Linked DNA regions of Mus musculus: regions 1, 2, 4, 5, 6 and 7 are each linked to region 3. A link is a contact called in public Hi-C, HiChIP or PLAC-seq and Micro-C data. All regions are on one chromosome and are shown on one strand. The core of a region is the stretch at or near the end of the contact, and the rest is flanking DNA. Distances in the headings are between cores, read along the strand shown.

Evidence for each region. Hi-C and Micro-C count contacts between places; a contact is called where the count stands out from the background. HiChIP or PLAC-seq counts read pairs in DNA pulled down with a chosen protein or histone mark.
Region 1: a contact with region 3 is called in a Micro-C map of embryonic stem cells, with 3 times the contacts expected there. The contact joins the enhancer-like site here to the promoter of Etv3 in region 3. A contact is called at or near these places in 1 of 484 Hi-C or Micro-C datasets (embryonic stem cells), 10 of 115 datasets of contacts at active chromatin or transcription factors (bone marrow-derived macrophages, embryonic forebrain, embryonic midbrain and 5 more) and 1 of 9 other capture datasets (embryonic stem cells).
Region 2: a contact with region 3 is called in a Hi-C map of the G1E-ER4 cell line, with 3 times the contacts expected there. The contact joins the promoter of Isg20l2 here to the promoter of Etv3 in region 3. A contact is called at or near these places in 1 of 39 promoter capture datasets (the HPC-7 cell line), 2 of 484 Hi-C or Micro-C datasets (B cells and the G1E-ER4 cell line) and 2 of 115 datasets of contacts at active chromatin or transcription factors (bone marrow-derived macrophages and memory CD8 T cells).
Region 4: a contact with region 3 is called in an H3K4me3 HiChIP or PLAC-seq map of pro-B cells, with 5 times the contacts expected there. The contact joins the enhancer-like site here to the promoter of Etv3 in region 3. A contact is called at or near these places in 10 of 39 promoter capture datasets (the 3T3-L1 cell line, 3T3-L1-derived adipocytes, cranial neural crest and 6 more) and 17 of 115 datasets of contacts at active chromatin or transcription factors (the 230-238 cell line, bone marrow-derived dendritic cells, bone marrow-derived macrophages and 13 more).
Region 5: a contact with region 3 is called in an H3K4me3 HiChIP or PLAC-seq map of pro-B cells, with 2.3 times the contacts expected there. The contact joins the promoter of Nes here to the promoter of Etv3 in region 3. A contact is called at or near these places in 3 of 115 datasets of contacts at active chromatin or transcription factors (embryonic stem cells, pancreatic cancer cells and pro-B cells).
Region 6: a contact with region 3 is called in an H3K4me3 HiChIP or PLAC-seq map of embryonic limb bud, with 4 times the contacts expected there. The contact joins the enhancer-like site here to the promoter of Etv3 in region 3. A contact is called at or near these places in 1 of 39 promoter capture datasets (embryonic stem cells), 1 of 15 datasets of contacts at CTCF or cohesin (the NIH/3T3 cell line), 1 of 484 Hi-C or Micro-C datasets (embryonic stem cells) and 16 of 115 datasets of contacts at active chromatin or transcription factors (cardiomyocytes, embryonic basal ganglia, embryonic forebrain and 11 more).
Region 7: an H3K4me3 HiChIP or PLAC-seq map of craniofacial prominence shows a contact between it and region 3, with 3 times the contacts expected there. The contact joins the enhancer-like site here to the promoter of Etv3 in region 3. A contact is called at or near these places in 13 of 115 datasets of contacts at active chromatin or transcription factors (bone marrow-derived macrophages, cardiomyocytes, craniofacial prominence and 6 more).

The regions. Positions count from the first base shown.
Region 1 is chr3:87,130,747-87,133,966 of GRCm38.p6, reverse strand. All of the region lies in intron 2 of Kirrel (kirre like nephrin family adhesion molecule 1), which reads left to right. Among named protein-coding and RNA genes, the nearest start is that of Kirrel, 42 kb to the left of the region's middle. Within about 2 kb of position 1,611, at least 11 of the 459 cell types and tissues checked have an H3K27ac peak or open chromatin away from gene starts, as enhancers often do. A contact at or near this core is called in embryonic stem cells, where this site is marked.
Region 2 is chr3:87,929,017-87,932,549 of GRCm38.p6, reverse strand. Isg20l2 (interferon stimulated exonuclease gene 20-like 2) reads right to left here and starts at 2,236. Exons shown (of 4, transcript NM_177663.4): 1 at 1,939-2,236; 2 at 275-1,219. The coding sequence starts at 1,066. It overlaps Rrnad1 (ribosomal RNA adenine dimethylase domain containing 1), which reads left to right and starts at 2,355. Exons shown (of 8, transcript NM_153562.4): 1 at 2,355-2,694. The coding sequence starts at 2,584.
Region 3 is chr3:87,523,795-87,527,236 of GRCm38.p6, reverse strand. Etv3 (ets variant 3) reads right to left here and starts at 1,659. Exons shown (of 5, transcript NM_001083318.2): 1 at 1,578-1,659.
Region 4 is chr3:87,027,003-87,030,420 of GRCm38.p6, reverse strand. No RefSeq gene overlaps it. Among named protein-coding and RNA genes, the nearest start is that of Cd1d1, 29 kb to the right of the region's middle. Within about 2 kb of position 1,475, at least 6 of the 459 cell types and tissues checked have an H3K27ac peak or open chromatin away from gene starts, as enhancers often do. A contact at or near this core is called in pro-B cells, where this site is marked.
Region 5 is chr3:87,969,104-87,972,422 of GRCm38.p6, reverse strand. It overlaps Nes (nestin), which reads right to left and starts at 1,330. Exons shown (of 4, transcript NM_016701.3): 1 at 435-1,330. The coding sequence starts at 1,220.
Region 6 is chr3:87,071,613-87,075,037 of GRCm38.p6, reverse strand. No RefSeq gene overlaps it. Among named protein-coding and RNA genes, the nearest start is that of Gm24472, 6.4 kb to the right of the region's middle. Within about 2 kb of position 1,672, at least 64 of the 459 cell types and tissues checked have an H3K27ac peak or open chromatin away from gene starts, as enhancers often do. A contact at or near this core is called in the NIH/3T3 cell line and embryonic limb bud, where this site is marked.
Region 7 is chr3:87,148,996-87,152,378 of GRCm38.p6, reverse strand. The region is part of intron 1 of Kirrel (kirre like nephrin family adhesion molecule 1); the gene reads left to right. Among named protein-coding and RNA genes, the nearest start is that of Kirrel, 24 kb to the left of the region's middle. RefSeq lists an enhancer at 376-2,827. Within about 2 kb of position 1,913, at least 224 of the 459 cell types and tissues checked have an H3K27ac peak or open chromatin away from gene starts, as enhancers often do. A contact at or near this core is called in craniofacial prominence, embryonic stem cells, extraembryonic endoderm stem cells and 3 more, where this site is marked.

The DNA.
Region 1 (3,220 bases), core at 362-2,861, 390 kb after region 3:
TATGACTACCAGGGAAGGACTTTGTTTTGTTCACCAATTCAGGATCTAGGAGCATGACACATAGTAAGTCCTTAATGAATATTCTTTAGCTCCAACGCCTAGTCTAAGATGAATGGAGAGGCAGCATCCCATTGACCATAAAGAACTGTTCTTCAATAGCAGAACTATCAGGAAAAGAGGAAATGTTAGCGTTGCTTCATGAGTAAGCCCTGCTGCAGCCAAGCTCAGGAAAAGAAGACACATGCTGGGCATGCTGGATGGGGACTGCTGATTGTGTTGGGAGAGTGGACAAGGTAAGCGTCACCATCCCTTTTAATGCTGAGGCTTCCTCTCTGCTCCCAAGCTCAGCCTGCCTGGTCTTGTATCGTAAGTGCTTGGGCTCTGCTGACAATGCCTGGATCTAGATTGCCTTGGAACTGTCTAGGAGAGAATGAAATGGAAACACTTAGACATCCTCTTACCTTTATGACCCTATGGAGTTCTCAGTCAGTTTTCTGTAACCAATTGCCAGTGGTAAAATTGCTGGATGCACAGCGTGTGCGTTTTGCTCTCTTTACTGCCCCCAGCTCCCACCAGGCAGAGGAAATAGTAGCACTGTCTTGTGACTGGGGTTAGAAGACAGGAGAGTGACAAGGGACAGGTGGGATGAAGTAGCATATCGGAGCCCAGCAAACTGGGGCAGGGGTACGGGGTCCCAGGACAAGCGAGCCTCTGTGTTCCAATGTGCACCCATTTCTACTCTGCCCCCACATCCAGGCTTCAAACCAGGCTGTCCCTTTGGATCTCCCATGATCCTCAAGGCCACTGTCTGGAGGGGACCCTTTGTCTTTTGTTTGTTTGTTTTGTTTTGTTTTGTTTTGTTTTCGAGACAGGGTTTCTCTGTATAGCCCTGGCTGTTCTGGAACTCATTTTGTAGACCAGGCTGGTCTCAAACTCAGAAATCCTCCTGTCTCTGCTTCCCAAGTGCTGGGATTAAAGGCGTGTGCCACCACGCCCAGCTTAAAGATTTATCTTTTTATTATGTATATGAATACACTGTTGCTCTCTTCAGACACACCAGAAGAGAGCATCAGATCCCATTACAAATGGTTGTGACCCACCTTGCGGTTGCTGGGAATTGAACTCTCGACCTCTGGAAGAACAGTCAGTGCTCTTAACTACTGAGCCATCTCTCCAGCCCCCGGGACCCTATGTCTTAACACATTTGTTTTCTTCCTCCTGATTCCATGTGTTAATATGCCTATGGTATAAAAACTGTCTGGCCCTATGAGATATGAATTGCCTCTTTCAGGACATTCTTTCCAGATGGCCTAGAGGTTGCTACATGTGTTCATGTGCTGAGCTCTGAGGGAGGTCCCAGAGGTAGGGAGCGAGTCTGTCTTGCTCTTGAGAGAGAACGGTATTTGTCACTTGTGGGTAGTGTTGTTATGGTTTTCTCTGTTGGTTTGTTTTGATGTGTTTGGTTTCTGTTTTTTTGGCAACCATGCCATCTCCTCACGGCTGTTGATGTGCTTAAAAGCAGAGCTCCAAAAAAGGTGACAGTTGATGCCCAGGAGGCTGCCGTGCTGGGAGTGTGGGACTGGGTCTCTCTGCGGTGTTTTTCCTCTGGGCAGCTCCTCTGCTCTTGCCTGGGTCTGGGGGAGTGATGTCATACTCAAGTTCGCCCATTCAGCCACTCATTGATTTGTTTCCTTAACCAAATTTACTGAGACCTTTCCGTAAACCCGTCTCCAGGTTCAGCTGGCAGGGATAGATAGAGTAGGAGTGGGGCTCCCAATCTGTGTCGGAGAGCAGACCCAGCCCTTGAAAGGCTGCCAGGTCACGGCTCCAACTCGTACTCATTTGAAGACGTACATGAGCCAGGGTCTACTGGAACAGCAGTGTCAGTAGAGAAAGCAAAGATAACTTCCCACAACCCTGAGAACAGAGGACAGTCTAGACCGCCAGGAGCTCCTGACAGTGACCTGTGACCCTTCCCCTGGGGAAAGTGACTCAGATAGGAGAAGCCACAGCACAAGGTTACCAGTGACCTGTTGGTAAGGAGATCCAGCCTGGAAGTTCAAAGCATGGAGTGAGGCTGACCTTTGGACCCTCTTTGTACCTACTCTGTTACTGGTGGCTTCAGCCTCCTCGTGTGAGGTAGGAGAGGTAGGAACCAGGTGAGATTATATGGGATTGGAATCACTTGGTAATCCCATCTCTTGATACTACTGCACAGTTCGCTGAGTTGCTGCTAAGAGCCAGGCTGTCTGCGTACTGCATACACTAAAGCCTTTAGCACTGGGAGTTGGTCCAGTGTTCCTGCTCTGTAGGGAAGGAAGTGGGTAGCAGCCAGGTGGCACACACGCAGGCAGCCTGCTTTAGCCTTCCCCCTTCTTGGATACTCTCTGTCTTCTGCCTATAAAGGACCCTGGTGTCTCATCTTGAGGGGCATTCCAGCGCAGCACTACTATTAGGGAGTGGGGAGGAGAGGAAGGATAAGAAGCTGTCTACACAGCTGGGGTGTGAGGACCACACTGCAACATCTGGGGAAAGAGACTACATGGAAAGTTTCTTGGAACTGTAAATTGTGACAGTGTTGTGAGATTTCTCTTATACCTCCTCTCATGGCTGGGGAGTAAGAACACAGATGCAGGCCCCTTCCCTTTTCCTCTTCCTGTTCACCCCCAGCCCCTTTCTTGGCCCCTTGTGCAAGCTTCCCTACCCCGGCTTGTGGTCTTTGGCCTGTTGGAATCAGATATAGTCTTTGTCTTTCTGCCTGGCTGCTCCCTTTCAGGGAGTGTCTGGGAATGCTGTAGCTCAGGGAAGCCTGGGGCAGCCCAGAGACCTTTTCTCCCTATCACCTTCCCTGAGACTGGCAAGGTCCATGGAGGTGGAGAAGGCCTCCGCTTTCCTGGGTCATTGCTCAGAGGAGAAGGGGAAGCAGAGCAGAAAAGGTGGCCCGTGGCGAGGCCTGGGGAGCATGCAGGGTTGGACATCAACAGGGAACTGAGACCGTGGATGTCTGTGCCGGCTTGGGTGGTGGCTGTTCCTGCGGGTGCACCATGTGCTGCTTTCCACCAGGGAAAGGCATACTGTTTGCTAGCTTAATGTGACCTGAGAACCATGGTGTTGACGGTAAAGGGGCTAGTAAAACCTCGTGTCATTTTATAATCATGGTTATTACCAATAGCTTCATTTGCATCACATGTCCATGGCTAAGTACTGCATATGCTGTGGT
Region 2 (3,533 bases), core at 987-3,486, 400 kb before region 3:
TAAGTTGACAGGGATGGACTTGTGACACAACTGTCTACTTAATAGAATTATACTAGAAGGCAAAGTTGAGCATGTCTGTGAGCTTTCAGATTGGGTCAACTGAGGTGGTAGGATCCATGTAAAAAAGAAACTAATCCTTACTCCAATAGGAAGCCTTCCTAATCACGTGACATTATTCTCCCTCCCTTTACCATCCTTTGACACCTCCCCAGAATATCACTTGCTGAAAGTCCTCTCCAGACCTCTCTCTACTGTCTCGACCCACGCTCCTCACCTGACTCCGAGCAGTCTTAAAGGGTGTAGCGTTAACCATGTGGCACTTCCGGATGCCACTCCATCTGGTCCGGTAGTTGACGATGTAGCAGGGGGGGAGGACGTACTCATCGTACAGCACATCACCATTGTAATTTACAATGCTGCATCGAGCCAGGGAACTAACGCGTCCCTTGGGTCCTGTGCCCACCATTTCACAGTCTATTGCCACCATCTTCCCTGGCAAGTTTTGGGGGACTGTAGGGCACTTATCTTCAGAACGAGCTTGGGTGGAGTTCGGTACAGCATTTTTCTTCAAGGGCTTCTTCTTGGAGCCTTTATCCTTTGACTGAGCTTGGGTGGAGTTCTCTGTAGCAATTTTCTTTTTCAAGGACTTCTTCTTGGAGCCCTTCTTCTGGGTGCTCTTAGTCTTTGGAAGGGCACTCTGAAACTCCCCTAGCAAATCTATTTTAGACACAACAGAAGCAGTCTTCTTTGAAGGAGCAGGGGTCAGCCAAGACAATGGTGCTTTCTTGTCTTTGGACTGCTCTGAGTCCCTCTTGGAGGCAGCTGCCTCTTTCTTCTTTGGGCATGGAAGGATCTTCAAAATGCCATCTACTCTTGAAGTTTCCCCTTTCTTTGGAGGTTCTGAGTTCAACTTAGACACCTTGTTAGGGGGTTGGTTCTTTTTATTCAGAAATCCTTTCTGTTCCAAGAACCTTCGCTTCTTGACAAAGCGTTGATGTTTGGCATTTCCTCCAAATGCCTTTTTCGAAGGTTGCCCAAAGTCTAAATTCAGGAGTATGGTAGACATGAGATCAGTGGATGGTGGGAGGAAGCTGGGAAGAATGGCTCACTGATAGCAAAAGGATGAGAGGCTCATCCTCTGTGGAATCCCATAGTTCAACATGTGGAGGTCTGCAATCAGCCTTGGGGACAAAGTAATCCTGATTCCCGCACCATAGGCCTGAGAGAAAAGAAGATCAGTTCTGGAAGACATAAGTGATAACTTCCACAAGCCCCAAAGCCCGGCTAACTACTGAAGCCTCCACAATTCACCTTTAGGTTGGTCTTAAAAGGGTTATTTCCCTTCTCCGGATCTCTGTGCCATTTTAAAAACTAAAGATGCTGGGGCTGGAGAAACGCCTTAGTAGTTATAACCTTGTTGCTCTCGCAGAGATATTAAGTTCAGTTCCAGGCACCCACGTTGTAGTAGTTCACAGCATCTGTACCTCCAGCTTCAGAAAAAACTAGATGCCTTCCGATCTCTGCAGGCCCCGGGCAATTAAACGATACACATACATAAATACAAACAAAACACTCAGACAAATAATAAATCTAATTACATAAAATGAGGGTGCTGAGGCTGCGGATAAAAAGATGTGGGACCCACGGAGATCGACTCTATCATGTCTATGAAGTCAAAACAAGGGCGTCAGATGAGACTTTTAAGTACCAGTGGTGAGAAGAAACAACACAAATACCCTCTGGATCACCCAGGAATTCTCAGCGTGCTACGAAATGAAGACCAAATCCAGGTGTCGCGCTCCCTCGGCTCCACGTGGGGGCGATCTCCTCACATACCTTACCTGTCTCCCACAGTAAGGACACAGTGGAGGGCCAGCCACCTCGGCCACCACATTCTTGACGATCCACGAACTATTCCCGAACACCCTATACACCTACCTCCAAGTTGGTTCCCCACTAAGATCGCAAGCGTCCGAAGCCGGATGCAGGCGCAGGCGCGCGCCGACGTATGCCGGGACGGCAAGAACGCGGGCGACAACGGGAAGGCGGCCGGCGCGCACGCGCCCGCAGCGCCCCCACCTCAGGCAGCGAGGCCAGCGACTCGGAGTGCGTGAGCAGCGGGAACGGCGGTGGCGGCGGCGGCGGCGTGGGTGGGGGCGGGGGCGGGATGCGCTCCCCGGCCCCTCGGGCCCCGTGGAGGTACAACTCGAAGGTGGTGGGCCGCGGGAAGCGGAACAGAGTGCGCCGGAACCGTGGTCCCACTTCCGGGAGGGAGGGTGGGACCTGCAGCTGACCCCCTCGCCGTAAGCTGGTGCTGGGCGCGCTTCTGTGACGTCTCCGAGTCCCCTGCGGCTGCGCAAATGGCTTGGCCCAGTGGAAGTCGTGACGTTGGGCAAGTGCGCCTTGTTCTAAGGATTTGTAATAGGACGGGATCGCCCTGAGAGGTGTCGTCGGGCGGGTTCGGAGTTCTTGCTTTGCGTCGGGCGTGCAGAATTGAGTCCGGTTTGGGTTGCATGGTTTCGTGGTACCGACCTTGTGTCTCCTCACCTCCTCCCTCCTTGCACCGACATTTCACGCCACAGGATGCGGGGCGTTTCAGCCCATGGCCTCTCGCATGAGGAGAGAAGGCAACTGGCTGTGGACCTCACCCGCGTCCTAGCTCACTACCGTTCCATCCTGGACGCCTACATCATCGTGAGGCCACCGGGCTGAGGGCGGGGTGCTTCTTGGGGGGCGGGGGGTGAATAGGAGCCCACTGCAGAGAAAATGTGGAGACAGCTTTTATCTCTTCCTAATAAGGAACGCGTTGACTACTAGAATACTTTTCACCCAGCCTTCTGACTCTAATACTTAAGTTTTGTTTGTTTCATTTGAAACCCCACAACCAACATTTGGCCATGCTACAGTTGCATAGAAACATACGAGAAACGAGATGTTCCATAGGATATCCTCCACTAAAGGCAATAAAGAGTGGGTTGGGGAAGAGGAAGTGCTTGGCCAAATGTGGTGTACCCTTGTAATCCTGTCACCTAAGAAGTAGATGCAGGAGAATCGGGAGTAAAAGGTTCCCCTGGGCTACAAAACAAGTTCTAGGGCAGCCTGGACTGGACGATGTTACTTTAAAAAAGGAGGGGAGGGAAACAAAACAGGGCAGACATACATAAAGTTACCTTTCTGTAATCTCGCCCCTCAGAAGACTAAGGCAGAATTGTCTTGACTTGCAGCCAGCTTAACGAGTGTTGAGACATGTCTCATTTCCCCCCAACTCCCCCCCACACACACAGAAGAGCACCAGCAAGGCTTGTGGGTGGGGTGATTCTCAACCTTCGTGATCCTACATCCATCCATTTAGTACAGTTCCTCATGTTGTGATCTCCAACTATAAAAGTATCTTTTGTTGCTACTCTGTAACTGTAATTTTACTACTGTTATGAATCGTAAATACCTGATATGCGGGATAGCTGAAGTGTGAACCCCCAAAGAGGTCCCAACCTACAGGTTGAGAACCGCTGTTTTAGGGTAAATGTTTGTCT
Region 3 (3,442 bases), core at 410-2,909:
ACTATTTTGAGATGTTATGAATTATCTAATTAAGGCTTTTTTGGGGGGGAGGGTCACAGTTCCCCCCCCCCAACATCCTTCTTGTTGCCTTTACTTCGTTTCAAAGCCTTCTTTAACCTTTCAAACATGTCACCTCTAAACTAGTAATCCTCATGTCCTCAAATGATGGTCCTTGGGTCATCCACCTCAAAAGCCATAATTATCTCTCACCTGACCTTAGCCGCAAAGTGTAAACACTGTCCTTAATATCTGCTTTCTTCCTTGTGACCAACCGACCCTCCGACATAAGAGAGGGAAGGGAACAGTGAAAGAAGTCCAAAACGGCAGCAAAAGCAAGCCACACAGTTTGTTTTCTGTTGGTAGACAAGCCCAGATGCCAAGATACACAAGCCTGAATTCACCCAGACACACCAACTTAAGAAGTGGGAGAAAAAAAAAAATCCAAATCCCCTATTCAAAAAGGAACATCCGATCCTACGTATTTCTTGAATTGTGTGAGAAGGACATCTTCCAGTCAGAAACTGGGCTCACCTTCCAACAGTATTCTGAGATACAGAAAGTAAACATGTCCTGTGTACAGCCACTCCATACAAGAAACATGTCACTTTCCTAAAATTTTGTGAAAAAAAATGTTATGCCATCTACTTAACAGGGAAATAAAAAGGGTAAAGTAGGTACTTCAGATCGCCTGGCCGGTGGAGGAAGGCATCTTGCTAGGATCTGAATTCATTCCATGCAGATTTATAGTTCCTCAATAAATTTCCCGTTCCCAGCAGCAGACAGCTTTGTGTCAGTCCTTCAGCGAATAGGAGGAGAGGGTGAAACTGACCGGGAATGACGGAGGAGGAGAGACCTGACTTACTCTCATTACCCTGCAGGGTGGACAGCCCCCGGCACCAACCAGAGCAGGTCTGGAGCAACTGCAGGTGCTTCAGAGGCCCCAGGGTGGGGTGGGACAAATTCCTAATCTTGGAAATTTCATCTAACCTAGAATTCCTCTAGGTGTTCTGCATTTTCGTTGACGACAAATACACTAAGGAGAACAGTAAGTTTCAGTCCATGACAACCCTCGGGATCCAGGAGCTGACAAATGGCTCAAGGAAAGAGGCAACAGACAGACAGTGGCACACACAGGATATACACAAGTAACAAGGCACCAGGGCTGGGCAGAGCTTCCTCTCCCATTTCCGTGATGATGGGGTTGAAGAGACACCGATTTCTCCAAGGCTCTGGGACACTGTCCGGGACTAACTCCTACCCTGCGCTGTCGGATCGCAGGGCCCTTTCCCTGCTCCAGAACACCCTTCAGCCTGGTGTCCGTGGGCTCGCGCTGGCCGACGCCCGAGCCGGGCACCCTCTCCTCGATCCTCCGGCCCCCGATGTGCCCATCCAGCCCCTCGGAGCCCGCAGGCGCGTCTGCAGGTGTTCGCGACTCCCCCAGGGCGCTCGGTCACCCTCCCGGCCTGCGGCGGGGCTCGCCGCTCCCGCTGGTCCGCAGCGGCTTCCACGGCCGCCCTCATCCGCGTCCCTTCCGTCCTGCCCGCGCGGGCCGCGACCGCCGACGCCACCAGTCTCACCTCTCCGGCGCCGTCCGTCTCCACTCGGGCTCCTCCGCGGCAGCTCGGGCTCCTCCTCATCCACCCAGAAGGAAGTGACTCCGCGGCGGCTTTCGTCACTTCCACTCTGGGCCAGGGTGGGAGGGGGCGGTGTCGTGAGCGGCACGGCTTCCGCCCAGAAGGTACCGGTGCCCCTCCGTGGCTCGGAGGCCGCGGGGCTGGAACCCTCTGCAGAAGGAAGGCTCTTCCGCGCTGACAGGAGCACAGGAGCTTCAGAGGCACGTGCGAAGTTGGCCTTGCCTTGCACTGTTCCATTTTTAGTCCTGATCTGCCTCGTCCAAGTGTTACAGCGTGCACGACTTTGCCATTCAAACACCGCTCCCCCCTCCCTTTCCCTTTGCCTTTTGTTCCCGATTAAGCAATTACAATTTTGTCCCAGACAAATTTTGTTCAAGAGTTAGTGATAAGGGATGTGAAATCAGCTTCCGTAATTCCAAATGGTTCCCAGCCCTAGTTTCCCTCCAGAGGCAGTGTTGGGACCAGTAAAGGTTAAGTGGATGAGAGTGAAAAGTGGTGAAAAGTGGGGGAAGGCGAAGATGAGAGGCAGAATTGAAGTCTTCATCGAGTGCACGAGTGCGTAGCAACAACTTTATGCAATCACAACCTTTCCCTCCTGGGAACGACACAGAACATGGAAGTCTTACCATGATTTGTATCAAAGGTTGGCTTCTAGCTTTGGATATGCCTATTAGCACCTCCCTTCCCAGACTGGCCAATGAATTTGTAATTATCTCATGCTGTACTTGTGTGTGTAGGATTATAGGTATATACTACCACAACTGGCCTTCTGGCTTCTACTACTGTTTTGTTTGTTTTGCCAGAGGTCTTGACAATGTATCTCTGACTGCCCTAGAAAGCACTATGTAGAGACCCAGGTTGGCCTCGAACTCACAGAGATCTGCCTGCCTCTGCCTCACACTTGTTGGGATTAAAGATATGTGTCACAATGCAAGACTAATAATTGATAGTTCTTGAGGTCTTGAGATAAGTTCAGTACTCAGTATGGCCTAAGGTTACCTTACCTGCTTAAAAAGGAAGGACTAGTGTTGGTGAGGTCTAGTTTTCCCGCCCCTTCTAGTTTGAAAGTCAGTAAAATGAACAAAATTTAAATACCATTGAGAGGATTAGAAATATGAGCACTCTGAGCATAGAAATTGCTTTATAATGGTTTCCATCTTCTGTCCAGTCTAGAACACCATTTTCTATGTTTGGGTCTACAGAACAAATGCTAGGGTTTAGCCGAATCAGCAGTTCTCGACCTGTGGGTTGACCCCCTTTAGTAAGCCCCTATGTCTAAACCTATTTACATTGCAATTCATAACAGTAGCAAAATTACAGTTATGAAGTAGGAACGGAAATAATTTTATGGTTGGGGTCACCACAACATGAGGAACTGTATTAAAGGGTCACAGCATTAGGAAGGCTGAGAACCACCGAGCGAAATGAACATAACATTTTAGTCCTCTTGCCTTCAACTACTGATGGGCTTTGTTACCTCGGTTAAGTAGTCACTGTCACTTCCTCTTCTGTTTGAATGTAGTATTTTTGGAGTATTCCCGTGGACACCTTTAGATGTTTAGTAGTATCTTATTGCGTAGGAGATTACAATAAGTACTTCCTTGATATTTAATGTGTGAACACCATGTTCTACGACTTAGGACGGAGGATGGCACAGTGTAAATATAGCATATGGTTAGGTGGTGAGAAAATGATCTTGAGACTGATAAGAATCCTCAAAGTCTCACACCATTCATGCAAACCTTAGTCATTGTCAACTCCGAAACCAAGGCGATCAGAATGAGCGGTTTCTTCAGAAACTGAGGTTG
Region 4 (3,418 bases), core at 226-2,725, 500 kb after region 3:
AGGAAGTGTGTCACCCTGTAGGTGGGCTTTGAGGTCTCCTATGTTCAGGCTCTGCCCAGGGTAGGACACAGTCTCTTTCTGATGCCTTTGGACCAAGATGTAGAACTCTCAGCTCCTTCTCCAGCACCATGTTTGCCTGGACACGGTAGTGCTTCCCACCATGATGATAGTGGAGTGAACCTCTGAAACTGTAAGCCAGCCCCAATTAGATGTTTTCCTTTATAATAGTTGCCTTGGTCATGGAGTCTTTTCACAGTAATTAAAACCCTAACTAAGACACCGACTCTTCGATACATTGCACAATAAGAGCATCTGTAGGCCCAAAAGAAATGTGTAGGGGAAGACAGGAGTGTCGATGCCTGTACAGACTTATTGTGGAGTGATGTCTAGAAACCACACCCACCAGTATACATGGTTCTTATCCCCACTCCTTCCGAGGTAGGAAAGCTAGCCTGAGAAGTCATGGGGGAGTCAGCTCTGGAAGAAAGCTAAACAGATCCTCGCCTGCCAGTGGTGAATGCATATCTTCCCCCTTGGCCACAGGGCTTTTCAATTCTATCTCTTCATCCACCTATAAAAACCATCACTGTCACCAGTCCTGGAAAAAGTTGGCAGGAGCCCTGACTAAAGTGATCTCCCGTTGGTGGAAGGGACGAACACCACCCTCTCTGTCCCAAGGGGCCAAGGTGAAGTGAAAGAACGACTTTCCCTTTGAGATGCAGAGTGCACAGCCCAGAACCCACAAGGCACCTGTATTCCCACTGGGCTGAGCACAACCCTGAGAACTAAGTAAAAGCAGACAGTTTTTAAGGGAAGAGCTCTTGGTTGGAAATGACTGGGGTAACGTGCATGTGAGTGTGGCGGTAAAGGGGCATGATGATACCATATGTCTGGAAGGTCGGGTTAGTGTGCAGGTTCGTTTTGTCGATTTGATACAAACCCAGACATACCTGGGAAGAGGCCATCCCAGTCGAGGGGCTCCCTCATCAAATCAGCCCGTGGTGTTTTCTGGATTGCTAAGTGATGTAGGCAAGTCTAGATAACTGAGGGCAATGTCATGGGTGTTGGCATGTGGGACTGGGCTGTATAAGAGAGGGAGCAGAGCGAGCGAGTAAGCAGCACTCCTCTGTGGTTCTGCTGCAAGCATCTGTCTTAGCTTCTTTCAATGATGGACTGTAACCCCTCAGCCTAATGAACCATTTCCTTCCTTCCTAAGTCTCTTTTGGACATGGTGTTTTCCACAACTACAGAGAGCAAACAGTTAACAGTGAGTCTACCGTGGCCTTGAAGTTAATTTTCTCCCCAGAAAACTAACTCAGTTTTTTTTTTAAAAAAAGGATATGGTCATTTTTTTCCCCTTAAGGTAGACAAAGGAGTATCATTCTAAAACTTCTTCTTGGAAGAAACACTGAAGAGAACTCAAGCTGAAACCAAAAATGAAACTGAAAAACTCAACATCCCAATTAGAAAACTCAGGGGAACAACTTTTAAATACAATGGGTCAAGTCAACGATACAATACCAAGATAAAATAGGGGAAGTAGATCACTCAAGCAAGAATATGAAAAAAATGTAAAAAGAAAAAAAGGGGTGGGGGGACAGGCACTGACAGCAGAAATTCCAGTCCTGGGGAATCTGGTGGTCTTTTCTGACCATCATGAGTATCTGTGTGGCATGTACACAGACACGCAAGCAAAACATTCTACACATAAGTGTGTAAGTAATAAAATAATTTTTTTAATTAAAAACTTCAATAAAACACTTGTAAACTGGATACAAGCTCATATCATCCCATCATCCACCATGGTCGACTGAGCTTTGTCATGGAGATGCAGGGATGCTTCAATAAACATAAGTCAACGAGCTGGGCGTGGTGGAGCACGCCTTTAATCCCAGCACTCGGGAGGCAGAGGCAGGCGGATTTCTGAGTTCGAGGCCAGCCTGGTCTACAGAGTGAGTTCCAGGACAGCCAGGGCTATACAGAGAAACGCTGTCTCGAAAAAAACCAAAATAAATAAATAAATAAATAAATAAATATAAGTCAATAGTAATAAGTCCTATAGATGTATTTAAATGTAAAGATCATCTCAATAAACACGTGAAAAGCCCTTGACAAGATCCAGCATGCCTTCCTGATAAAAGTCCTAGAGAAGTAAGACTGAAGGGAACATGTGCCCACATAATAGTGTTTCTATGACAAACACACAGTCAACATTGTCCTAAGCAATGCCATTGAAATTAAGACAGACGAATCCACACCTTTCCAATATAGTCTGCACTGGCTAGTGTAATAAGACAAGCAAGGAAGGATGATTGTCAAGGGCTACAAGTTGCAAAAGAGATCAAATTATCCCCATGATAATTTATACATAAGTACAAGTCCCCAAAACTCCACAAGAGAACTTCTAGATATGAACAACAGTTCAGCAATGGAACAAGACACGAAGAACCCAATACCATGGCTCCATTAGTCGTAGTATTACAATGACTTGCTGGTATACCCCTTCGTCAGAGCGTCTGTCAGCCCTCATCGAGACGTTTCTCCTTACAATAGATGGTTATTACCCCAGAGGCTGACATACAGAGAACAAATGATTATAGAATTCTCAGCCCCAAATTAGACATCTGTAGCTCACCCCAAGGCTCAGGGGTCTTTGCAGAAGAGGGGACAGAAAGATTCTAAGAGCCAGAAGTGGTGCTAACATGAAGAAAACAGTATTCTCCAGACAACAAGGCAGATGCACATATAACCTAGCAGCACCCACAAGCCCTGTTGTCAACTCCAGCCAGCCGGAGACCCAAAATAGAGGGTGGGACCTCTGGATGTGAAATCCCACCCCTAGCTGAGGAACAATTAGAATTTGTTGGCCACTAGGAAAGGAAGAGTCAGGGTCTTTTTTTTTTTTTTAATGATGTGACCCCCTGTTGGTTGACAACACACCAGGGCAGGTGTTGGTGTCAAGACAGCTGAGCAACACAAACTGAGCTCAGTGGAGAAAGAAAATGAAAGTAATCTCCAAGTCACTGGATAGGGATGCAAAGGCGGCAACGGAACCAGTGAGGAGAGGCGGAGGAGGATTGTGTGAAGAGATTCAAAGTGCTTCAGTGACATTCTTAAGAATTAATAAAAATATTACAAGATGATAATAAATAACCACTAAAGAGTAAGAGGCCATGAGTTTGGGAGGAATGACCTAAATACAGGATTCCTACATGAAATAGACTAAATAATTATGAGTTAAACATTTTAAATGTGAAGCAGCAAGAACTCCTTTTCTTCTCACTTTCCAAAATAAAACATATATATTTGGAATTAATTAATTCAAATGAAACCCTGCCTCCCCTCCAAAAGAAATATTCAGGACAAAGGTCAGTTGATCATGGAGCATGATGGGATTGATATGTGCTTGTATTAAGTT
Region 5 (3,319 bases), core at 81-2,580, 450 kb before region 3:
GGGAGCTGAGAAGCCTTGACACAGAGAGGGGCTGGTGGTCTGCGGTGGCTCACACTGCCTTCCTTCACTATGGTTGCTAGGAACCTTCTGGTGGGGAGAGAGCATGTGTTGGGCACCTTCTGATTGACAACTGCATAGTGAAGGGCACAGGGAGTCACCCTAGAGAGGGGTTGCCATTCAAAGAGTGAGGAGCAGCTACAGTGGGTATTGGCCTGCGGGCCTTTCAAGGGGGCTGTGCTAGGAGGTCTCAGAATTCCATCCATCCTGCCTGTCTGGACAGGGAAGTCTAGGACTTGTGCTTGCTCTGAGCAAGGACTCCTGAATACAGTTGTCCTTGCCCCCACCCCTTTCCTGAAGGTCTCTTGCCATCCTAAGTACCTCCTAGGGCTTGGTTTTACCAGGGACAGGGTGGGCGTGTTGGTGACCCTCCTCACCTGGAACTTTTCAGTGGCCTGCAGCCGGTCCTGCCAGCGGCCTTCCAATCTCTGTTCCAGCGCCTCTCTGCGCTCCTGGAGGCTGTCGCGATCAGCCTGCAGCTGCTGCACCTCTAAGCGACTCTCCCGAGCGCCCCGCACGGCTTGGCCCAGACGCTCGCGGGCCTGGCCCAGCGAGCTCTCCATGTGAGCCACGCGCTCCTGGTAGTCACGCACCGCCCCGCGCCACACTTCGCCTAGGCGCCTGGCCAGCTCCTCGACTTCAGGGGCCCGGATGGGGGATGCGTGGGCCGGCGCGGGGGGTCGGCGCGGCGTACAGGCGGCCTGGGCGTTCAGGTGCGCGCGCTCCTCCTCGTGCGACGCTCGCAGAGCCTCTAACTCGCGCTCCAGCTCGGCAGCCTGGGTGCTCAGCCAGCCCCGCGCATTCTTCTCCGCCTCGAGCGCGCGCCGGCTGCAGGCCGCCTCCTCGATGGTCCGCTCCCGGGCGAGCCGCACCTGCTGGCACCGGCCCGCCACGCTCTCCAGCTCTTCGGCAAGGTTGTCGCGCTGCACCTCAGCCTCGTGCTTCTCCCGCCAGCGCTGATCGACGAGGACCCGCAGGGCTGCCAGCTCGTCGTCGGCTCGGGCTCGCCAGGAGGCGTCCCCGGACTGCGCCCGGAGTCCCCCAAGCTCGGCACTGAGCAGCTGGTTCTGCTCCTCCAGCGTCTTGACCCGGGTCAGGTAGGCCTCCAGGCGTCGATTGAGCTCCCACATCTGAAAAGATTCTTCCCCGACGCAACCCTCCATGTCGCTGGTCTGGCCCCCCGAGGGCAAGCGGACGTGGAGCACTAGAGAAGGGAGTGGCCCTTGGAGCTTTTAAGGGGGAGAAAGGGAGTAGCGGCGACAGTGACCCAGCGGAAGCGGAGGATTCCAGCAGCGAGCTGAAGCGAGGGTATTCATACTCCCGCCGGCCGGGCGGAAAAGGGGCGGTCCCTAGGCCTTAACCCTTTAGAGTTCAGTGCAACACACAGCCCGGGTCCCTGCATCATCCCAGCTCAGCAGAGAAGAATCAAATTGTAGCCTCGCCCTGGCGGGGATCCCGTCCGGTGCGGGTGATTTTCCGAAAGAGGCTTGAGATACAGCCAGACAGCCCAGAACACCCTAAGATGCACAGAACTGGGCCCCAGGACCTCCTTTCTCTACACTCTTACTCAAATCCTCTAGGACTCAGCTCCTCATTTATAAAATGGCTTGGTGTTGGAAACCTCGTGAACTGTTGGAAAAACGGACGGTGCAGTGTTTTGTGTATAACAGTAAATACTCACCCCCAAGAGAGGCAACATTGCGAAGAAACACTGCCCGAAGAAAGAGGAGCCCACTGGTACTGAGGGAAGTCTGCCAGTGCTCCGGAGGCTGAAGTAGGATTGACACCAGCCTGGGTAGTAAACACCACCACCACCCCTTTTCTTCAGATGGTTGGTATGGCTATGTAGATCAGGCAGGTCTCAGGGACGCTCCTGCCATAGCTTCCCCAGTGCTGGGATTAAATGCCTGTGCCAGTACCCCTGCCCAGTTAATGTTAGCAGACACAATGCCCAGTTCGTACCCGCAGAGGGACGTCCTACCCTACCCTACCCCGCACCAGGAAAAGGAGACTAGCAAGGGAAAGTTTTTCTCCTTTGAAGTTCGATCCCTCTTGTCATTTAGTGAAGAAGTTACGCGGCTCTCAAGAGAGCCCCCTGGTGGCTAAGCATGAAGTTTGGCGAAGAAAGAAATGAAGCTGTAGATTTTCTACAAGGGACCAATATTTCAGGCTCAAATATTTGAATGCTTGCTCCCCAGGTGGAGGACCTGTTTAAAAAGATTGGGGCCGGGCAGTGGTGGCACATGTCTTTAATCCCAGCACTTGGGAGGCAAAGGCAGGCGGATTTCTGAGTTCGAGACCAGCCTGGTCTACAGAGTGAGTTCCAGGACAGCCAGAGCTACACAGAGAAACCCTGTCTCAAAAATCCAAAAAAAAAAAAAAAAAAAAAAAAAGGATTGGGAGGAATGGCCTTGTTGGAGGAGGTGTGTCACTGGGGGCAGGCTTGTGCTTGTACATTGAGACCTGAGCTCTCAGCTGCTGTTCCAGTGCCATAACCGCCTGCCTGTTGCCATGCTCCCTACTGTGATGTTCAGGACCCGCATAGTGAGCTGAGGAGAGACTGGTTCCCACATGGCATACTGTGGCATGGTGCACCTGTACACACACACACACACACACACACCAATAATAAGAAGAACAATAATAAATCTAAATTCTTTAAAATAGCTGTTTGAGTCAATGACATGAGTTTCATCAAACTTTGTTCAGTGAGGCCAGTTTAATCCCTTTAACCCCAGCACGCAAGAGAAAGAATAAAGCCAATCTCTGAGTTTGAGGCCAGCCTCTACATAGCAAATGAGTTCTGGGCCACCCAGGATTACATAGTCAGATCCTGCCTTAAAAGAAAAAAAAAATAGGGGGCTGGAAAGACTGCTCAGTAATTAAGAGCACTGACTACCCTTCCAGAGGTCCTCAGTTCAATTCCAAGCAACTACACGGTGGCTCACAACCATCTGCAATGAGATCTGATGCCCTCTTCTGGTGTGTCTGAAGACAGCTACAGTGTACTTATATATAATAAATAAATAAATCGTTCAGTGAATTTTGACTTGGGATTAGGACAAAATTTCCAAAAATGTCTGAAATGGTCCTAAACATACTTCTATGGGCAGAATCGTTCATACAGATTGGCATTCTCAGCACTGATGGTTACGAAATCAGGATATCTGGGCTGGAGAGACAGACGCTCAGTAGTCAAAAGCACTTGCTGCTCTTCCAGAGGACTCAAGTACCATTCCCAGCACCCACATGCAGCTCCAGG
Region 6 (3,425 bases), core at 423-2,922, 450 kb after region 3:
GAAAGAGGAGAAGATCTAATTGATGTGGCCCAATTAAGAATAAATAAAGAGATCCAGGGACTCCTAGGTTTACAAAGTAGTAACATGAGGCTTAGGTTAAACAGAGGAAGAACTGGGGTGGATAGGCAAAAAGTATGGTTAAGAAATGCTGATTAAAGTACGGTCTGGCTGATCATTTTCTCAGTCCTGGTTCTGTAAGGTGGTCCGAAGAAGTCCTGATCATTGCCCACTACTTGTCTTAGTTAGGGTTTTCATTGCTGTGAAGAGACACCATGACCAAGACAACTCTTAAACATTTAATTGGGAATCACTTACAGTTTCAGAGGTTCAGTCCATTATCATCAAGGTGAGAGCATGGCAGTGTCCAGGCAGGCATGGAAGCTACCAGGTAGAAGGAGCTGAGAGTTCTAGATCCTGACCTGAAGGCAGCAAAAGGAGGCTGACTACTACAGGACCCAGGAGGAGACTGGATTCCACACTGTGCAGATCCTGAGCATAGGAGACCTCAAAGCCTGCCCCCACAGTGACACAATTCCTCCAACAAAGCTGTACCTACTCCAAAATCACACCTCCTAATAGTGCCACTCCTCATGGGCCAAGCATTCAAACACATGAGTTTAGAACTATTCAGACCAGCACAGCACTTAAAAGGATCAATCAGCTTCCCAGGAGATGGCCACTTCCTAGTCACCCTCATCTGCTGGGGCTTGGGAGAGCTCCACTGTGCAAATGTCTGCTGTGAATTCAGGGCAACTGGAAGTTTAAGATAATTTGTCTCTGGACTTTCAACCTTGAAGAAGATAAGACAAACTTGATGGGCATTCTTTGAGTGATTAGCACACGTGAGTGTAGAGTTAAACAGGTGATCCAAAGTAAAGGGCAACAGCAGCCACAACGAAGACAGAAGTGCCAGCCCCTGGCCTGTGTCTGTGATCTTTGAGGCTAAGTTAGGAGTCGATGTTCTTTTAAGGCAAAGACCTTCTAAGTGCCCACTCCCAGTCCCAGGTGGAGAGCGTTGTAGTGGTCTCTGCCTGGGCCCCTGAGGGATTGGTCAAAGCAGGGTCCCTATGTCAATTTGTGATAAAACATGGGTGTTGATGGTGTCTTCATTTTACTATGATATTGTCTGGAAGTCTAATCAAAGGGCTTGTGTGTGCTGAACAGGGCTCTACCACTGAATACCCCTAGCTCCCAAGAGCCTAATGTTTTGTGGTTATCCACTACTGTAAGCCAGTGTATGCTATCTTCATTAAAATCCTGCTTTTCACCATTTGTTTATCCAGGAAAATTACATCTTCACATCTATCTCTTCTCCTCTGTGAAATAGAAATAAATTGCTTATAGTCTCCATTCTACTGAAACTGCTTGGTTTGAGAAGTCTTTGGGGAAGGGATGTTTGCTCCTATCTTACACATGGGGGGCGGAGGGCTAATGTCAGCAATTGCCCCCGGGGTTCAGGAAGAAGTATCAAGTCCAGGATGAGGCCTAGATTAAGAGCTAAGCGGTGCTGTGTAACTGGTTGATGTTCACATGGCAGGTGAGTCTCACCCTTTTCTGAGCTCCCTTGCCCTTCTCCATGAACGTCTGTGAGCACTTAGTGGGATGAGATATACAAAAGCCTTTTGTAAGTCGTGGGATGCTGTCCAAATGTGAGTTGTCTGGGACTGGTGATGCTGTTACATTCCACACCGGTAGCATCATCCCATACCACACACCCCACTGCCTGGTGCAGACACTCTTCTAGCCATGACCTGACAGTAGAAAGTGCTTGTTCAGCTGGGCTTAATAGGTCCGATCTTGCCAGGCCCCAGGCTTCTAAATCCAAAGGATCAGTTCTCTGGAAGAAAAGAAAAAAGAGAAAAAAAAAAGGCACCTGGGGAAGAGAAAGAAAAATCAGTTCATTAGCGCTCACTTTCCTGTTTCCTTTCTGCGCTGTAATTAGCCGCACAGAGGCAACCTCCTGTGGAGAACAGGACTGCAGCCGGAACTGGACTGGGAGCTTTGTCTTGTCTTCCTCTGCGCAGACGCCTGCTCTCCTGTGCTTTCCATGCAGGCTCATCCTGGGGACAGTTCATATTTTGAGACCCAGATCAGTGTTCCCTTTCCCCAAAAGACACACTGGTTAAAGCACCTTTTCAAACAGTGCCCTGCCAATATTCCTAGCAGAGGCTGGCTCCTCAGAATTACACAAGACTGGGGCTAAGGGATATCCCAAACCTGGCTCTCCTCGGAATGCCCATGATTCATTCCCTCACCAAAATAAATACTTAGAAATATGATACAGAACCTCAAAAACTGTAGGCAGCTCAGGGCCATCTGATCCAATTAAGCAAAAGCATTCGCCTCAGAGAAGACATATGGGCTCCTCATCAAACCCATCAAGGGACACAGTGTGACTTTGTATAGAGTATGAAATCCGAATGGTTGGGCTCGTCTCAGTCTCCCCAGTCCCTGTGCCTTTGGAGGAATCCTTTGGCCTTTCTTTCTCAGCCTTGGCTTCCTCATCAATAAAAGTATTCTTTCATCCATGTTACAAATGCTGGCTGACTATTCACCATGTATTAGTCTCAATCAACCCAATACCAAGAACAAAGCTCAGGCCCTGCTCTCATAACCACACTGAATTAGCTGGGGAAAAGACAATAAATAGGTTGGCTGCCAGAGAAGGGAGAGCTAAGGACACAGATGAAATGCTGTAAGCCCAGAGGGTAGATAGGAGAGTGAGCGTTTATGCTGCGTGGTCAGGAAAGGGCTGAAAGTTCAGTTACAAGCAAGGTAAGCTGGGCATTTATCTAGAGACAAGATGATTCCAGACGAAGGCACTGGCAGCTGTGAAGAGCCTGAGGCAGGAATGTGTGTGGAAGACTCAGAGAGGAGCAGTAAGAAAGTGGGAAGCTACCCTGGTAGACAGTGAAACAGGAAAGACAGTGGTGGGGGGGGGCGTTGAAAATTACTCTAGAGGTAGAAAGATATAATAAATTGTTATAGCGGTTAGAGTCCAGTTTGGACATTTATGAACTCTCGATATCTTGTTGAAAATAAAATAAAGGTAGACAAAGATTGTAAAATAATAGGGAAACTCTATTCAAAGAAGAGAAGTGATAAAAGTTAGAAAAGAATAAACTCAAAACTGACAGTGAGACATGTGGGTGAGGTACAGAAGGACCCTGACAATTATTGGGGGGTTGCTCTTACGGGGTTCAAGAGAAGGAGTTTGGTCGCTATGGGTGTGGTTTGTTTGGGTGGGTCTCTAGTTTGACTGACGGACTTGGATTACATGAGCCTTCGCTAACTGTGCATGTCTTTCCCACAGTGCAGCAGATTTAAATCATTTGCATACCCAATAATTGGCTTATTGTACATGCACTCAAAGCTAATTCAGGCCAGTTCAACTAACCCAGTTTTGTACCCAGATGTAACTACAC
Region 7 (3,383 bases), core at 664-3,163, 380 kb after region 3:
GCAGGAAGCAGCCATTTTAGTTCCATACTGTGTCAGAATTGTCAAGAGTCTACGGAAACTCCAGGGGCTGGAGGTAGAGGTCTTGAGTGCTGGCTGTCATCCCAGCCTTCTGTTTGTGGAGAGGGAAAGAGAAGCCAGTGAGCAGAGCTGAGATCTGGTAAGGCTTAGGACTGGGCAACATTCTTGGTCAGTAGGGAGATCACTGCCCTGTCGCCGCCATGACTAAGATGGCAGACAGGGAAGGTGTTGAGTCACTGCAACCATTAGCGTTTCTGAGACTTTGGGCAGAGACAACTCAGAGATGTCCTCTGAATGGATAAAGAGAGACAGTAGAGAGTTACATGGAGGATTATTGAAGGCTATCAAGAGACAATTAGGGGATGGAGAGATGGCTTAGTGGTTGAGGGTACTGGCTGCTCTTCCAGAGGAGGTTCAATTCCCAGCACACACATGACAGTACATAGGTCTCTGTAACTTCAGTTCCCGGGATTCTGACACCACACATAGACACATGCAGGCAAAATACCAATGCACATAAAATAAAAATACATGCATTATAAGAATGAGACAATTAGCTAGGTCTAGTTCCCACTCAGCACGAGATGCTGAGTCAGGAGGATCAGGGGTTTCAGAATACCCTTTGCTGTAAAGTAGGTTCCATATAAGCTAGGGATACAGTGCTGTGAGACAGCTAGAATGAGGAAGTGCTGCCAGCAGGACCCTGGACTGCAGGGATCTCTAGAGTCTACAGGGGTAGGGAAGTGGGGGACAGCACTCTGGCAGGAGGCCACACAGATGTGGCCTAGCAGGCCCTGCTAAGGGATTGGCTTGGCCAGTTTGGGAACTATTTGTGGCAAGTTTTTAAGTCCCAGGCTGCTTTTGCCCTAGTACCTGGAATCCAGCCACCAATTGATAAGTTGAGAGAACATAGGACCTGATTTCAATGTTAGCCGGAGCTAAACATAATTAAAAGAAAAATTTGCTTCTGCTACACACAGCTGCTGCAGCACCCACAAAACCTGTGTGTGGTTCCTTCAGACAACCTGGGAATGCCTTTCATCTTCTTGCCTCTCTGTCTCTAAGTTGAACCAAAATACAGAGGTCCACAGCCTCTAACCTGCCTCTTAGAAATCCCTTAGGCAGACATACTGCCTGGGGCAGGCAGTCCTGTGACCCGCTCCCTGGAACAGACCCGTGACGAGCATGTGGGCTTAGGGCGAATGACAATAGCCCCAGAGGATGGGGTGGGCAGCCTCGGAGTGCCTGGACTCCTGTGGTGTTGAGGGGAGAGAAACACTGCAGAGAAACAAGATGGCTTCGGGAAGGATTACAACTCTTCGTGTCCCTTACTGTTCCCACTCTCTCAGGCAGACAAAGGAAAAGATGTGATTGATCGGCGAGAAAGGAAGGAGAGAGTAACCTTGGGCACCGCTGTCTCAGCCGCAGGACCGTACAGATGCGGTCCTCCCAGGCCCTCCACCAGCTTTTCGCTCAGTCCACTGGCTGTGGTGGAAGAAGGCAGGAATGGAAACTGGAGGCCTAATTGCTAGGTTCTCTCTCGGCTCTTCCAGGGAGCACAGGCAGGAAATTCCTCAGATTCCAGGCTTGTAGGATCATTGCTGAGTGTTAACCGCAGAGCTGGGGCAAGGGGCTGGAGGCAAAGGGAGCTGCCTCCTCTCCTGATTCTTTTCCCTTTGTTTTAAAACAGGCTCAATTAAAAGAGTTTAGAGGGGCGGCCGGCTGAAACAAAAGCCCCCACTGTAACAATCTTCCCAAAGAAAAAGTCCCCAGATGTGGGAATCCCAGAAAAATTAGTGCTGAATTGAGTAATTTTGAAGTTGAAAATAAACTGTTGTGGACTCGCACAGGAATTTGTTCCCAGGGTGAATTTTTTTCTTTCTTTCAGCTCTCAGTGAGAGGAAAGTTCCTTAAGAAGAAGCTCACTAAGAGGAGATAGGGGTGGCTGCAAGCAGTGGGCAGGAGTGTCTGTCTGTCTGTCTAGACACCCCTGAGGCTTGTGCTTTGCCTCACCTGGGATGAGATCCCTCCTAAGTCACTAGGCTGTAGGGGTCTGTTTGCATGTCTCCCCTCCGTGTCCTGCGCAGGGCAGTCCAGGCCGCCTCTGCCCAGTCTGCCATCCAGATGCGTTTTGCAAGCCCTCCAGGGAGCCCTCTCAGTTTCCCAAAGAATAACTGCTCCATCCCCTTGGGCTTCCAGAGCAACTGCCTGTACCTCTGTAGATTCTGTCCCTGCTGAACTAGAGTGAGCTGTTTACTGCCCGGTGCTCTCTGATCTTCAGGAGACAGAATGTGGCTTGGTTATGTTATTAACCTCATAGTGGAGTGTCAGAGCAGCTGCTCTACAGTAAGTGTACACACACACACACACACACACACACACACACACACACACACACACACACACAATTGGGAAGAATAGCAACCTTGTTGAGTTAACATCCCTGTCCTGGGGGGTTAGATTATCCATTTGTCGAGTCTCTGTAATGAATGTTCAGTACACAGTCTGGTTTGTCCTCCAGCTCAGCAATTTATGCTGTCATGTAACATGTACTCTGAGAAGATGAAAACCGTGTATGTATGTATGTGTGTGTGTGTGTGTGTGTGTGTGTGTGTGTGTGTGTGTGCTATCTTCCCTATAGGATAATAGTTGCTGCTAAAAATTCTCCACCACGAGTTCCAGCGCCAATCAGAACTGACCTCAGTGTGGCCCACACCCCTGCTGGTGTGGCGTGATAGACGGTAGATGACTGAGATCCGTGTTTCATTACAGCTGATGATAGGGCTGCCTCGAGAGCGGAGGAATTGTGGGTCTGAGGAGGAAGAAGCAGCAGCCCATATCCGCTGTGATTCTTGCTGTCGCTACCCATTCTGGGACATGGGCTGAGCCTAGAAGGTTGTGGACCCAACCTCAACAGCCTAAAAATGACCAGTGTGGGCTGCCATCTCAATCAAAGCCTCAATCATTGGGTCAGAAACGCTGTGTCCCAGAGCTGTCCGTTTTGGGAATGAGAAATATGAGATATTTTCATTCTTCCAACTGTGTCCCCATTCTCGGTGACCACGACCCAGGGTTCACTGAGAGAGCAGAAGCCACCCGACTGGCTCCGTGCTGTGCACTTTCCTCTTGGCTGCTTCACTCCTCTGGTTTTGACTCTCCAGGTACCCTGCATCTTCGTTTTCTTCCTGAGTCTGCTCTTAACTTTGTAAAAACTATCTAACCTCCTCGGGCCTCCAACAGTCCTAACATGACAAACTTGGGCTGGGCAAAACTTTTTTCTTTACTTTTATTTTTTCTTTTCTTTCTTTTTTTTTGGGGGGGGGTGTGGCAAGGTCTTACTATGTGGCTTTGACTAGCCTGGACCT